Linked DNA regions of Sus scrofa: region 1 is linked to region 2. The links are chromatin contacts, called in public Hi-C maps. All regions are on one chromosome and are shown on one strand. Each heading gives the region's core, a stretch centred on a gene start, on an enhancer-like site or on the middle of the called end of the contact. The rest is flanking DNA. Distances are from core to core; before and after follow the strand shown.

Region 1 (6,092 bases), core at 3,093-5,592, 120 kb after region 2:
TACAAGGTTACCTTTTTATTTTCCTACAGCAGTGATGGTATATAACAGTTAATATTAAGGAACCTACATTTTCTGAAAATTACCCTTCTAAGAATGTAGAAGGACATAAAAATTGCATTATGCCACAGTACTATACACTCCCATTTATTGACAAAATGCTTGGGATTCTTGTATAACATATAGAATTTAAAATATATTCTTGCTGTTTTTGTTGTCTTAGATTCTTGGCAGCTATAACCGAGGAAATTTAAGCACTGAAAAATTTGTGGAGGAAATAAATCAATTGCAAGTGAACCCACAGAAAAACATTTCTTCAATGTCTCTGATGAATTGGCGCTGGTTACTATTGTTGAAGCTCTGGGAGAAAGAATCTTTGCCCTGGAAGGTATGACTATTTCTTGTAAGCCTGAATGTTCTCCCTACAATTCACACTCACTGTAATGGGTTTTGGTATTTATTTCTACCACATGGCTAATGCATTTTTACTGTGTGCAATAGCCACCATGGAACAATGCCCTTTTATATAAGTCTGTCATTGAGGTGACTGTTTCACAGAGCACAGTGTCAGCCTGAAGCCCTCTTTGTAAGGACAGGGCAGTGCTAATGTGAGGGCCGGATGAAGACAATGGAATGGCCAATGTAGACCAAGAACAAAAATGTGCCCATGTGTTTGATTCCTTTTCTGTGACACAGATTTAGAAAATGAAGACATTAATGCAAGTTTTTGTTTTTCATTTTGGGCTTCACTGGGACAGTGCTTATACAGTAACTTCTTTGTTCATTTATTTTCCCCTATTTGCTCTTTGCCCATTTTAAAGGTCTTCACGAAACTCTGCCGCAAGACCCATGGCAGCAAAACATTGGTTCACTACATTTGTCTAAGTCATGTTAAATTTTTTCTTTGACTTTTTCAATAGCCACTGGCTGCTGGGGATCATGAGCCATGGCCATTCCCTCCTTTGCCTTAGGTAGAAGATGTCAAGGAACAAATGACCTTGGGACTAGATCTTCACTGAAAAAAAAAGAAGTCTTCAGAATAGTTATACAAGGCAAAGTGAAAAAAGGCTTTTCTTTGACATTCTCTGATCATCTGGAGACTCTGAGGGCATGCCTTTTTCCCTCACCCTAGGATGAGAAACCATCAAACAGTTCTTCTCTTAAGCTCTGTCCACATCCAGTCGACTCTGTCCTTATGAGGGCAGGACACACCAAGGACTATTGTTTTTCATCTTAAACATAGACATTTATAAGCTCCTTCTCAGTCTCCCTGATATGATCCGATAATGGAAAATAGAATGATAAAAATGGAAAAGAGACATAAGTGAAAAAAGGTCAACCATTTTAATTAAGCATAAAATGACTGGGGAAAGTGACTGACAGAGAATATTAAAAAGTATAAAAATGAAAGAAAATGATTTAGAGTAGTGGCTTTCAAACTTTTTGGCAGTGACTCATGAAAATAAATACATTTTGCTTTGTAATCCAGTGCACGTAGACATATAAAAATAACAAAATTTCCCCCCAAAACCCTTACTATATCCAATGCACTCTGATAGTTTCCCATCACTTCCATTCTACTCTATTCTCTTTCAATTAAAAAAAAAAATGCTGGATATGACTCACCCTGTTGATTTCATAACTAGACCACAACCATCAGGTAGGAAGTTTGTTTTCGAGATGATGGTGATCTCCAGACACAAGTATTCTGGTTTCCTTTTGCCCCAGCTCCTTCTCCCCTGTGCCTTCAGAAACAGTACACCCACCTTATCTGTCAGTCTGAAGTCACAGCTGCTTCTAAAGCACTTAGCTGTCCTGTGTTCTGCGTATAAATCACTTTTAAGTGGGCTTCATGTCACGACAGCTATCCTAGTGTCCTTTACTAATAGGCCAGATCATGAGCTTAGCTGGCCTTGAAGTATATTAGGTTTTCCAAGTCCACCGCACTTTTAATTTTTTTTTTTTTTTTTTGTCTTTTGTCTTTGTTGTTGTTGTTGTTGTTGTTATTGTTGCTATTTCTTGGGCCGCTCCCGCGGCATATGGAGGTTCCCAGGCTAGGGGTCGAGTCGGAGCTGTAGCCGCCAGCCTACGCCAGAGCCACAGCAACGCGGATCCGAGCCGCGTCTGCAACCTACACCACAGCTCACGGCAACGCCGGATCGTTAACCACTGAGCAAGGGCAGGGACTGAACCCGCAACCTCATGGTTCCTAGTCGGATTCGTTAACCACTGCGCCACGACGGGAACTCCCGCACTTTTAATTTTTAATCATATGTACCAGATATGACAGAAACAATCAGTAAAAATCATTTAAAAGAAAAATGATTTAGTTAAAATGGTATTAGTTAAACATAATACAGTCTTATTTCTATATCTTATCTTAAATAAGCAAGTAAATATAAGCTAAGACGTGTAGAAATTAAGCCTATATCAGCTACTGGGTGGAGGAGTGACCAATGTGCCTTAAATGACATTTTCAGATTCTTTCTAACCTAACCACACCGCTAGTTAAAGGCTATACTTTGGAGCACCTGCGTGCTCTAAGAAATCTCCTAAAAACAAAATTATTTAATAAGGAGCTCCACAGATTAAAAATGCTTCCCAGGAGTTTCTACTGTGGCACAGTGGGTTAAGAATCTGACTGCAGCAACTCAGGTCTGTGCAGAGATGCAGATTCAATCCCTGGCCCAGTACATTGGGCGAAAGGATCTGGTGTTGCTGCGGTTTCAGCGTAGGTCGCAGTTGGGGTTTGGATTCAATCCCCGACCTGGGAACTTCTGTATGCCACAGGTGAAGTCATTAAAAAAATGTATCTATCTCCCAGATCTTCATTTCTGCTCTTTCAGGGCTAACCAAGAGCAGTATTTTTATTAGCCTATTTCTGACTTTTTTCATAATGAGTTCCAAAAGGGCTTGCCTTCCTTGATACTTGGGGAATCTCCATTTCCAATCCCCCTTTCTCTTGAGGTGGTAAATAGCAGCAATTGTGAAAATTGTGTTTGCTGAAGGACAGTGCCACCTAGTGAGGCGAGGCGACCAGCTATTTGCCCAATAAAATCAGAAAATGATCCAATGTCTCCCTTTCCCATCAAGCACTGGGAGAAATGCTGAAATTCCTAATCAGAGGCCACAGCAGTTACGGCAACACCCACAAACAAATCGAGGGAGGAGCCAGCAACAAGATATACAACTGCTTTACCACAGTGCAGAGTCAGCAGGCAGGACTACACAGAGCTTCCCTCTCTCTGTTCTCAGTTGTAAACAGAACGGCAGCAGAGGAAGGTGCTAGAAATAGATATGTCTCTACTATTGCATTCTTATCACTGATCTTGCAGAAATAAATAAAAAAGCACCTTAAACCATCATGGGCCTAAAATAAATGTTCAAAATAAACTGCATCTCATCCATTTAAATTAGAGGACAATTTGTATGTGAAATTAAAATGATATAGTTGAATTCTTGATTAACTTCTGCATTTAATCTAGTCCTGTTGTATTTTTTAACAAATTGATGCAGGTAAATAACTAGTGAATAAGTTTGATTTCACAAATTTGATTCTTCTCATGCCTCAGTGAAACAGTAGATTGACTTTTTAAAAATTATGCACTATTTTTAACTTGTCGGCAAGGCCAAATAAATCAGTAACTCCCTTATGAAAGCAAATAAATCAACATTCTCTTAATCCCCTTAGGAGGCTGTGGCTTGGAGTTGGCGAATATTTTGAGAGTAGCACACCCTCACAGAATGTTCTGGATTATCTCTGTGTTTCAGTAAGAGCTTTAAATTGAATACAGGAGCTTCCAAAAAAAAAAAAAAAATGTGGTTGAATGGCATGAAAGCCTGGAGCCCTGTCGGGAAGTCCACTCCCAATCTGTGTGTGACACCCACAGCCAGAAATCAGAGCAAATACAAACCCGGGATCCCTAAACCCTTTATCAAACAATGGGATTTTGAGATGATAGACAGCAGGAAATACAGATGAGGCTGGTAGACACAAGAAACCTCTTTAAATACATGAATCAAATGTCATTAGCCCTGTGACATATCAGGTAAGTTTAGCCTAAAGTCTCAGGAGGATTCCCAGGGCCTGAGGGTGAGGCCCAGAGCTTTCAGTGGGGGTGGATCTAAAGCACCATAGGACTGGAAAGCACACGAGGGCGTAAGAACAGAAGCAGGAATAGGGATCTCTCAGCTCCTCCAGCAAGGGCGGGGAAGCTAACAGACACAAATAGGAGACACAGCTCTCAGGATAGCCTTCTCTGTCCTCAACCCAGCCCTACCTAGGAATCTGGGGTAGAGGGGAGAAATGCGTGGCTGAAAAATACCCCAAAGATGCTACGAGTTCTGGTTGGCGAGACCACAGACTGTACTAGGTCTCCGACTTCTGCAAATCAGCAGTGTACTAAAGGCAATCCCTCTCCTATGTTACAGCTACAGCTGACCAGTCGGCAGCTTCTTTTGAGATGGAAATGTCTCAGATGGGCTTCAGCGCTCATTATTCACAGGTACGTTGGCCACCGGGTAGAAAGCATCTTTTTTTGAAGGTTTCTTTTCCCCAAACCAGCACCCAGACATCAGCATTACAGGTGCAACTTGCAGTTCATGGCATGAACACTTATTCAGACCCAAATAGGAAACAGCATTTCACAGGCTTCTTATTAGGAAAACATGTTATTTCATACAGCTCACTGCATTGTACTAATAATTGTGAATCAGACAGTTTGAGGTCTGCTTGTGTGATTATACATCTAGCTAAATAAAATACATAATTTATCACATTTGCCAGAGAAATGTATCTTTTTCCCAGTATCGAGATATTCAAGGGTCTTGCTAGAATCCTGTGTTCGAGGCCCAGGATTCCTGGCAGCAATAAAACAGAAAACAGATTAGAGAATATATCCTTTGTAGTTGATGGAAGAAAATGTACTGTGGTCCCTGCACAGGAATATTGACAGCTCATTGTGCATTTGTGCTGTATAAACTAGGGCAATTCAGTCACCTGGCCCTGGTTTCCTCTTCTGTAAAATGAGAGTGGTGATAGTGGCATCCAGCCCAAAGTGTTATTGTGATGATTTTATGAGTTATTAGATGTAAAGCACTTTGAACAGTACCTGTCACATTGTTAAAACACGTAAGTGTTTGCTCTTAACCATTTTTTTGTTAAATATCATTGTTTCTCTATTTGGCTCTAAGGACTGGGTCATGCTCGGAGCAGTAGGAGCCTATGATTGGAATGGAACAGTCGTCATGCAGAAGGCTAATCAAATCAAAATTCCCCCAAACAAGACCTTTAATGTCGAGTCTACCAAAAAGAATGAACCTCTTGCTTCTTATTTAGGTAAAGTTTGGATGTAAATAATAGAAAGTTGCTTTGGGTTTTTTCTTTTTTGAATTATTTGCTTATATTTACATAGGTGTACCTAAAATGGTTTGAGAGAGATCACTTCTAAAAGTTAGATGTTTTACAGGACCCATGGAAGTTTCCAGGCCTTGGATAAGCAGTCTTACTCAGAATACCAGAACATGCGGGAGCCTTTCTCAGAAGGACTATCTAGCACTGGGATTAATTTGGGCTGATCTGCACACTTTTTGAGGTCCCTTTCTGTCTGGTATTCTCAATTTCAGGAAGTGCTTCAGACCCAGTGAACAGGAAATAAAGGTAGAAAAAGAACCCTTGGCTCAGCCTGTATCCTGAAGATCAGACTCCCAAATTCTCTTAAATATCCTCTATCATTAGTTTCTCTCTATGAGTCCTAATTTTGCAAAGAAAAATTTTAATCTATTTTCTCATATGACTTCTCTAATACCTCTGTTCACAATCAGATATAAATTGAACCCACTGATGTAACAATTTTCCAAAGACTTGCTTAGACAGAGGAGATGTGTTTGGTGTCACTTTATTCTGGATCTGTGCCAGGCTGGGGGATACCAGGGGACTCTTCTATCACTGGCTGATCTTGGTAAACAGTTGGGAAGGACTCAGATGGAAAGGACCTTCAGGATATGGTTTCCACTCAACAAATATTTGGGGAACATTTCTCTTGCCCCAGGTGCTGGGGACGTGGTGGTAAAGAAAACAAATACCATGTTGTGTT
Region 2 (6,412 bases), core at 1,573-4,072:
TATTTAAAAAAAAAAAAAAAGGAGTTCCCTTTGTGGCTTGGTGGCTAACGAACCCGAGTAGGATCCATGAGGATGCGGGTTCAATCCCTGGACTCGATCAATGGGTTAAGGATCCGGTGTTGTCAAGAGCTGTGGTGGGAGTTCCCATCGTGGCACAGTGGTTAACGAATCGACTAGGAACCATGAGGTTGCAGGTTCAATCCTGGGCTTGCTCAGTAGGTTAAGGATCTGGCGTTGCCATGAGCTGTGGTGTAGTTTGCAGACGCGGCTCAGATCCCACGTTGCTGTGGCTCTGGCGAAGGCAGGCAGCTACAGCTCCGATTCGACCCCTAGCCTGGGAACCTCCATGTGCCATGAGAGTGGCCCCAGAAATGGTAAAAAGACAAAAAAAAAAAAAAAAAGTATTTGTTAACCTCCCCAAAGAAAAACCTCCCAGTAACTAAGCCTTGATCATATTCTAAGTATGTTTTAATCCTACTTCAAATAAGATATAATTTTGCAATTTCCCTTTTCATTTTTTCTAATTAAATATATTGTAATTTTCTAGAATTCTATATATGCATAAATGTGTAATATATATATATATATCTACATATACACACACACATACACTATTATCTGGATTTCAAAACTCTGAGCAATCTGGATAAATGTTTTGGGGGAAATATTTATGGTGATTTTTAAATGTCTAAGCATAAATCAATTAATCAGTATTTATTGATTATTGTGCAAAGCCCTTTGGGCCATACTGGAAAGCATAAAACACCAGGGAGACTATAGATAGAGAGATGAGATAAATAGAAGAAAGGCACTGTATGGCAGAACTGACAGCAAGTTAATGAAGATGGGAAAGAGACTGGAAAGTCAAACTGGGGTAGAGAGCACTGAATGCTGGCAAGGGAGCCCAAGTAATGTCTAGTGGGACTGAATTGTGACCCAAAACAATGCAATTTTTTTAGAGATTTATTTCTGCAATTTTGAAGATAGGATTAAGAAATGAAAATATGAGAGCTGTAAACAGGGGAAAGAGGATTTTTAATATATTTACTAAGTGAATCACTTCAAATTTGTAAATTAGAAGAGGAATTATTTGGCTGACAGTTCCCATTCTGAGATTTGATGGCCTTTTTATATTTATTGAATCCCTTATTTATTTATGTATTGACCATGCCTGAGGCATACAGAAGTCCCCAGGCCAGAGATGGAACCCTTGCCAAGGCAGTGACAATGCCCGGTCCTTAACCACTAGGCTACCAGGGAACTCCTTCATTAAACTTTTAAAATGTTGTCTTTTCCAACTTTTAGCCCCTGCAATCTTCTATTTGGCAATCTATAAGTCATCCTCAAGGGCTTCTCCCTGCCCTTTCCTGGGATGCTCTGGCTTGTATCACCTATGTTGTGCTCCAGGCAATGAGTCCTCCTTTGGGTGGCACTCTTGTCCTGTCTAGCCCTAGTCCTACTAGAACAAAACAATTAGTAGTTGAACCGAACTGAATCAAATCAAATGAAGTTGAATAGAATTTAATGGCTCCACCACCTGTAAACACAAATCCACTCATCCATGCCTTCCCTTTCTTTGAAATTCTCAAAACCATTAAGACAGGGATGCTTAAAAAATAGCCAGTATTCAGTGAAACTAACATGTGGATGTGGCTCTTGACTCAAAGGATGTACAATGCACCAGACAAAAGAAGCACTGCAAACTCCCAAGTGCTTCTTCTGGCCTGGGTCTCCTGAGGAGGCATTCCAAGCCCCAGCATTTGTGATGGGCCAACTTAACTTCCCAATTCCGAGTGATGGGAGTGAGGAAGAAGGGAGTAACATGTTCCTGACTTAATGCACCCTTACTTGTAAAAGTCTGTAGCAAGAAATAAAACAGCGCCCCAAGTTCTTTATTAGATTTAACTGCCAATGTACAAACATCCTAATTCAGATTAAACAAAATAGCCCACACACATTCCATTTCTAAGGAGAATGTTTTCCTCCCTTCCTTCCCCTCCCGCTTCCCTCTTACATTTATATCTTTCTGCATTTCTTTTTTCCTCCTAGTCTTGTTTCTCCTTTCCTCTAGCTTATCATAGACTTCCCAAAGAAAAGCCTCCCTAGGACCACAAACCACCACAAAGGGAGCAAACTCTCCATAAGTGAAAGCCAAGGCCTCCGTGGGGCGTGTCGGGGTGGCACCCCCACCCCCTTTTAGTGCGAGAGGACCGGACAGCGAAGTTCAACTGTCCACAGGAGAAGGACGGGGAACACATCTGCTCGCTTTCACAGACTGAGAGATTGTTTCTGCGCAATCGGACCCAAGGAAAGCAGCCTCTCCTTAAGGGCCGAGGGGCCTTGCTCTTTGAAAGTACCCTTCCTGCCCAGACCCCGGGAGAAGTGAGGGTGCGAAGGCGGAGCCACCAGGCTGGCGACACCCTCCCGAAGGTCCGGCCCTCACCCGCCTCTTCCTACCACCTTAGGGAGTTGGCACGGGGAGCGGAGATCACCCTCTCAATGAAAGGCAGATGTCCCTTTAAGGTTTGCCTCGCAGCTCGTGGACTTTAGCCTAAACACGGACCCGCGAAGCTGGCTTTATTTGTCCATGTCTCGGACAGAGCCTGGGAGGCTGCCAGAGAGATTTCAGAGCCCGAGAGCGCAAAGGGGCGGGAGATGTGGCAATCCTGCTGAAAAGCGTGGAGTGGATTTAGAGGCACTGGTCGAAAACACAGGAAATCACTTTGCTCCTCCCGGGCTCCGGGGCCAACAGGGCCAGCGACTGAGACCTGTGGCGTCTCGCGGAGTGACCCAGAGCAACGCGGATCCCGAGCGCGGTTTCACCGAGCCCTTCCCTCCGATCCAGTGCGTCCCCGGGTCCCCCAGGGGCTGCGACCGCTCCGGCCATGGCCCCCCGGCGCCGCGCCAGCCCAGGGGTCGCTGTCGCCAGCTGCTGGCTCCTCACCGGTGAGCGACCCTGCTTTTCTCTGAGCATCTCCTACGCGCAGGGTTCGGGAATCGCGCCTCGGGGCTTAAAACAGGGAGGGAGGCAAGCAGAGGGCCGGCGCAGAGGGAAGAAGGGAGCGCAGATCTACTCGCGGGCGATCCAGTAGTCTGGGCAGGTTGGAGTACAGAGAGCGGTGTCTGCGTTTGGTTTCGACATGGATTACTTTTGAGGTCGTTTCAAAACCCTCACCCCAATCGTAGGCAGAAGCCGTGCTGAAAATTTTACAAGCTGTTATTGACTTTTCAAATTAAAGTTGTTTTTGACCCTATACCTGGTATTTTAGGGCTTTGCTGATGGCTTTTTTTTTTTTTTTTTTTTTTTTTGAGAGAGAGAGGTAACTAGCGAGTACCTGATTTACATGCAAAACTCCCATCCTCAGTTTGCTCAGGAGTGAGCATTATTACTTTTCTTGCTCTCAAGTATTCAAGATATTTTCTGCCAGGAAGAAAAGAGAAGAATGCAAGGCAAAGTTGCCTCTTATCCCCAAAATGATGTTTCTGTCTTAGTACCCAGGAGAAGGAACGTAGTGAAATTGAGGGAGGAATAGTGAATATTTACTTTGTAAATACCGCAGACCAGACTAACTTCTTAAATGCAAGATACACTATTGTTAGTTGTGCGTAAATAGGTATCTTTTAGCAGAGACAAAAAACAGTAGAGATGCAGTTATATTCAATTTAGAAAAATAGATTGAATCATAGCATTTTCTAAGATTTTCCAAATGATTAACCAGCTCCTAAGGGGGGAAAGCTGCAAGGGTGAAGGAAAGAGAAGGTGGATGGGGTAAAGCTTTGTGTGAAAGATGGTTTATTAATGGTTGGCTTTAGTATATCATCAATAGTCAATCAATATTCAGTGTCTTTATGCTAGCATGTTTATTAGTACTTGTTAACAGCATTTTACCATTTTTAAAAAGCATTGATCACACCGGTTTAGCCTGGCATACATGCTCAAGCACTGTTAAGTTTCATGAAGATCACTTCTAAATGGATTATTAGAAAGCAAAGCTTTTTTAAAAAGTGGGGTGGTATAAAGAGAGTGAGCTAAACATTTCCCACTACTCAGGAAATGACCAATAATCCAAACACTGGCAACTTCTGAACTGCTTTACCAGTCAGTGAGTGGTTGACCTTGTCATCAGCCACTATTACTCTTTACACGTATTTGACCTATGACTCCTCTCCAACTCAAATTTTTTGGAGGTTGTTTGCATTTTTTGTTGTTGTTGTGCAAAATATGAGTGGTTTACTAACTACCCAAGTTGTACTTTTTTCATTTTACCAAATAAGCTATCACCAATGTAGAAAAGATCAAATGAGGTTTGTATATCCTCTAAAAAGACAAGAATGAAACTTGAAAAAGCAGAGGTAAACAAAATACAATTTCATGTGTGTGTGTGTTTTAAGTTCAACTATTTTATTTTCCATGCCTAAAACAGTCCCAAGTTGTATACTGTGGGTTTTCTGCAATTACTGGGGGTAATAAATCTTGCTGAATCCAGGAAGGGACTTAACAGAAACTACTGCATACATATTTCTAAGTTACTTAATTATCTTTTGTGTACATGTATACATGTATTATATCTCAATCTATACATGTATATTATTCAATCATATTGAAATTTATAATTTAAAGTTATCTCAGATTCAACAAGTTCCTCATATGTGCTATAGTTATGCCCATTTCACAGTACAACATAGAGATCTGAAATTTGACTTCTTCCTTTCCTTCGTTGGTTACCCTGTCAGTCATCATGTTGTCAGCTTCCTTAGAACCTTCTCATCAATTCATAGAGTCCACAACTAATCTGGGGTCTTATCACTACACCCATTCATGCACAGTACTATAGAGTTCATCTTATTGTCTTCAGTCTGCACCTAACCTCTAATTCTTGTTAAGAATACATAATTTTCATTATACCTTTGTCGTTAGTCAAAAATCTTTGGTGGTTCTTTGTTATCTTTCATCAGATAAAATCCAAAATTCTCAACTGACCTTTCAGGGTCTGCCCTAATCCAGCACCCTCTGTCTCCCATACCCCTGTATCAGTTTCCTATTGCTGTTGTAACAAACTGCCACAGATTTACTGGCTTAAAACAAGACAAATTTGCTACCCACAGTTATGTAGGTCAGAAGTCTCACAGGACTAAAATCAAGATGTCGGCAGGGTTGTTTTTCTTCTGGAGGCTCTAGGGGAGAATCCACTTCCTTGCCTTTTCCAGCTTCTAGAGGCCACATACATTCCTTGGCTTGTGGTTCCATTCTCCATCTCAAAGCCAACAAAGTAGCATCTTCAAATCTTTTCCTGTGATTCTGCTTCATCATCACATCTCCTTCTCTAACTCTGATTCTACTTCCTTCTTCCTATAAAAATCCTAGGAATGCTGGGCTTACCTGGATAATCCAGTATAATTTCCCATCTCAAGATCATTAATTAAATCGTATCTCCCAAATTCCTTTTACCATATAAGGCAATATATTTGCAGGTTCCAGGGATTTGGAAATGAACATATTTGATAGATTATTATTCTGCCTACCAAAACCTCTGAACATTAAACTGCCCATGATAGCTGGTCATATTTCCTTCCCCATAATTCTCATGCTCATTTTGCTGTTATGCATATGATACTATTTTATGCATCTAGAAAAGCATTCCACCCTTCTTTCTTACCATTCCCTGCCATCCAACCAAACTCTCTATAGTCTTCAAAGCTGGGTTTGAACCACCTACCCAATAAACCATCTCAGTAAACTTCCCTTTATATTTAGAACTGTCTTGTATTAGCTTTTTTCAATATTTAAAAATGATTCATCACGAAAGATGCCCTTCTCTAAGTCCAAATAAAGTTTTATTGTTATATATGTCAAAGTCCCCAGCAAAAAACCAGTGGCACATATGAAGGGTTTAACTGAAGAAAGTTAAATAAAGGGACTATTTGCAGAAGCATTTAAAGGAATTGACAAAAGATGGTGGAACACCTAGAACAAGCAATAGTAGGAAGAAAGCACTTGAAGCAACAGTGGGAAGAAAAGCCATTACCATTCCCATGTCTGGGAAGGTAGCAATCTGTCAGCCTGACCATGAACTCTGGCTATGGAAGAGGGGGCCACTGAATAGGAGCTGTGGCCCTAGGAAGAGGAATGCAGCTAGTGGCAAAGTTGAAGCCCAGCAGGGAGACATCAGGGGAAATGAATACCCCCTCCTTTTCTTCCTGCCCTCAAATGCCTTGTCCAGTCCTCCTATTGGCCATGTCCAAATGGCAGAATTCAAACTACCAGGGGACAAAGGTCGAAACAAACAATAACAGAGAAACTTACTGCTGAAAGGCAGATTTTTTTCAAGAATGTATTTTGTACGAGGCCCTGTGCCAAGAATTTTGCACATATTACATTTTAATCTCAAAGAAAGGGAAAAGTTTGGAAGTA

The links. A called contact is a pair of places that touch in the nucleus more often than the background predicts.
Region 1: a contact with region 2 is called in a Hi-C map of omental adipose tissue, with 1.6 times the contacts expected there. The contact joins the enhancer-like site here to the promoter of ITGA1 in region 2. A contact is called at or near these places in 2 of 5 promoter capture datasets (both in liver), 11 of 47 Hi-C or Micro-C datasets (embryonic fibroblasts, heart right ventricle, liver and 5 more) and 1 of 2 datasets of contacts at active chromatin or transcription factors (skeletal muscle).

Annotation. Positions count from the first base shown.
Region 1 is chr16:32,242,944-32,249,035 of Sscrofa11.1, forward strand. ITGA1 (integrin alpha-1) reads left to right here. Exons shown (of 31, transcript XM_021076769.1): 9 at 221-272; 10 at 275-385; 11 at 4,429-4,502; 12 at 5,191-5,335. Among named protein-coding and RNA genes, the nearest start is that of ITGA2, 90 kb to the right of the region's middle. Within about 2 kb of position 4,343, at least 10 of the 83 cell types and tissues checked have an H3K27ac peak or open chromatin away from gene starts, as enhancers often do. A contact at or near this core is called in omental adipose tissue, where this site is marked.
Region 2 is chr16:32,127,443-32,133,854 of Sscrofa11.1, forward strand. It overlaps ITGA1 (integrin alpha-1), which reads left to right and starts at 2,823. Exons shown (of 31, transcript XM_021076769.1): 1 at 2,823-2,946. The coding sequence starts at 2,886. PELO (protein pelota homolog) reads left to right here and starts at 2,812. Exons shown (of 4, transcript XM_013984761.2): 1 at 2,812-2,946. The region is part of intron 1 of LOC106506482 (a long non-coding RNA gene); the gene reads right to left.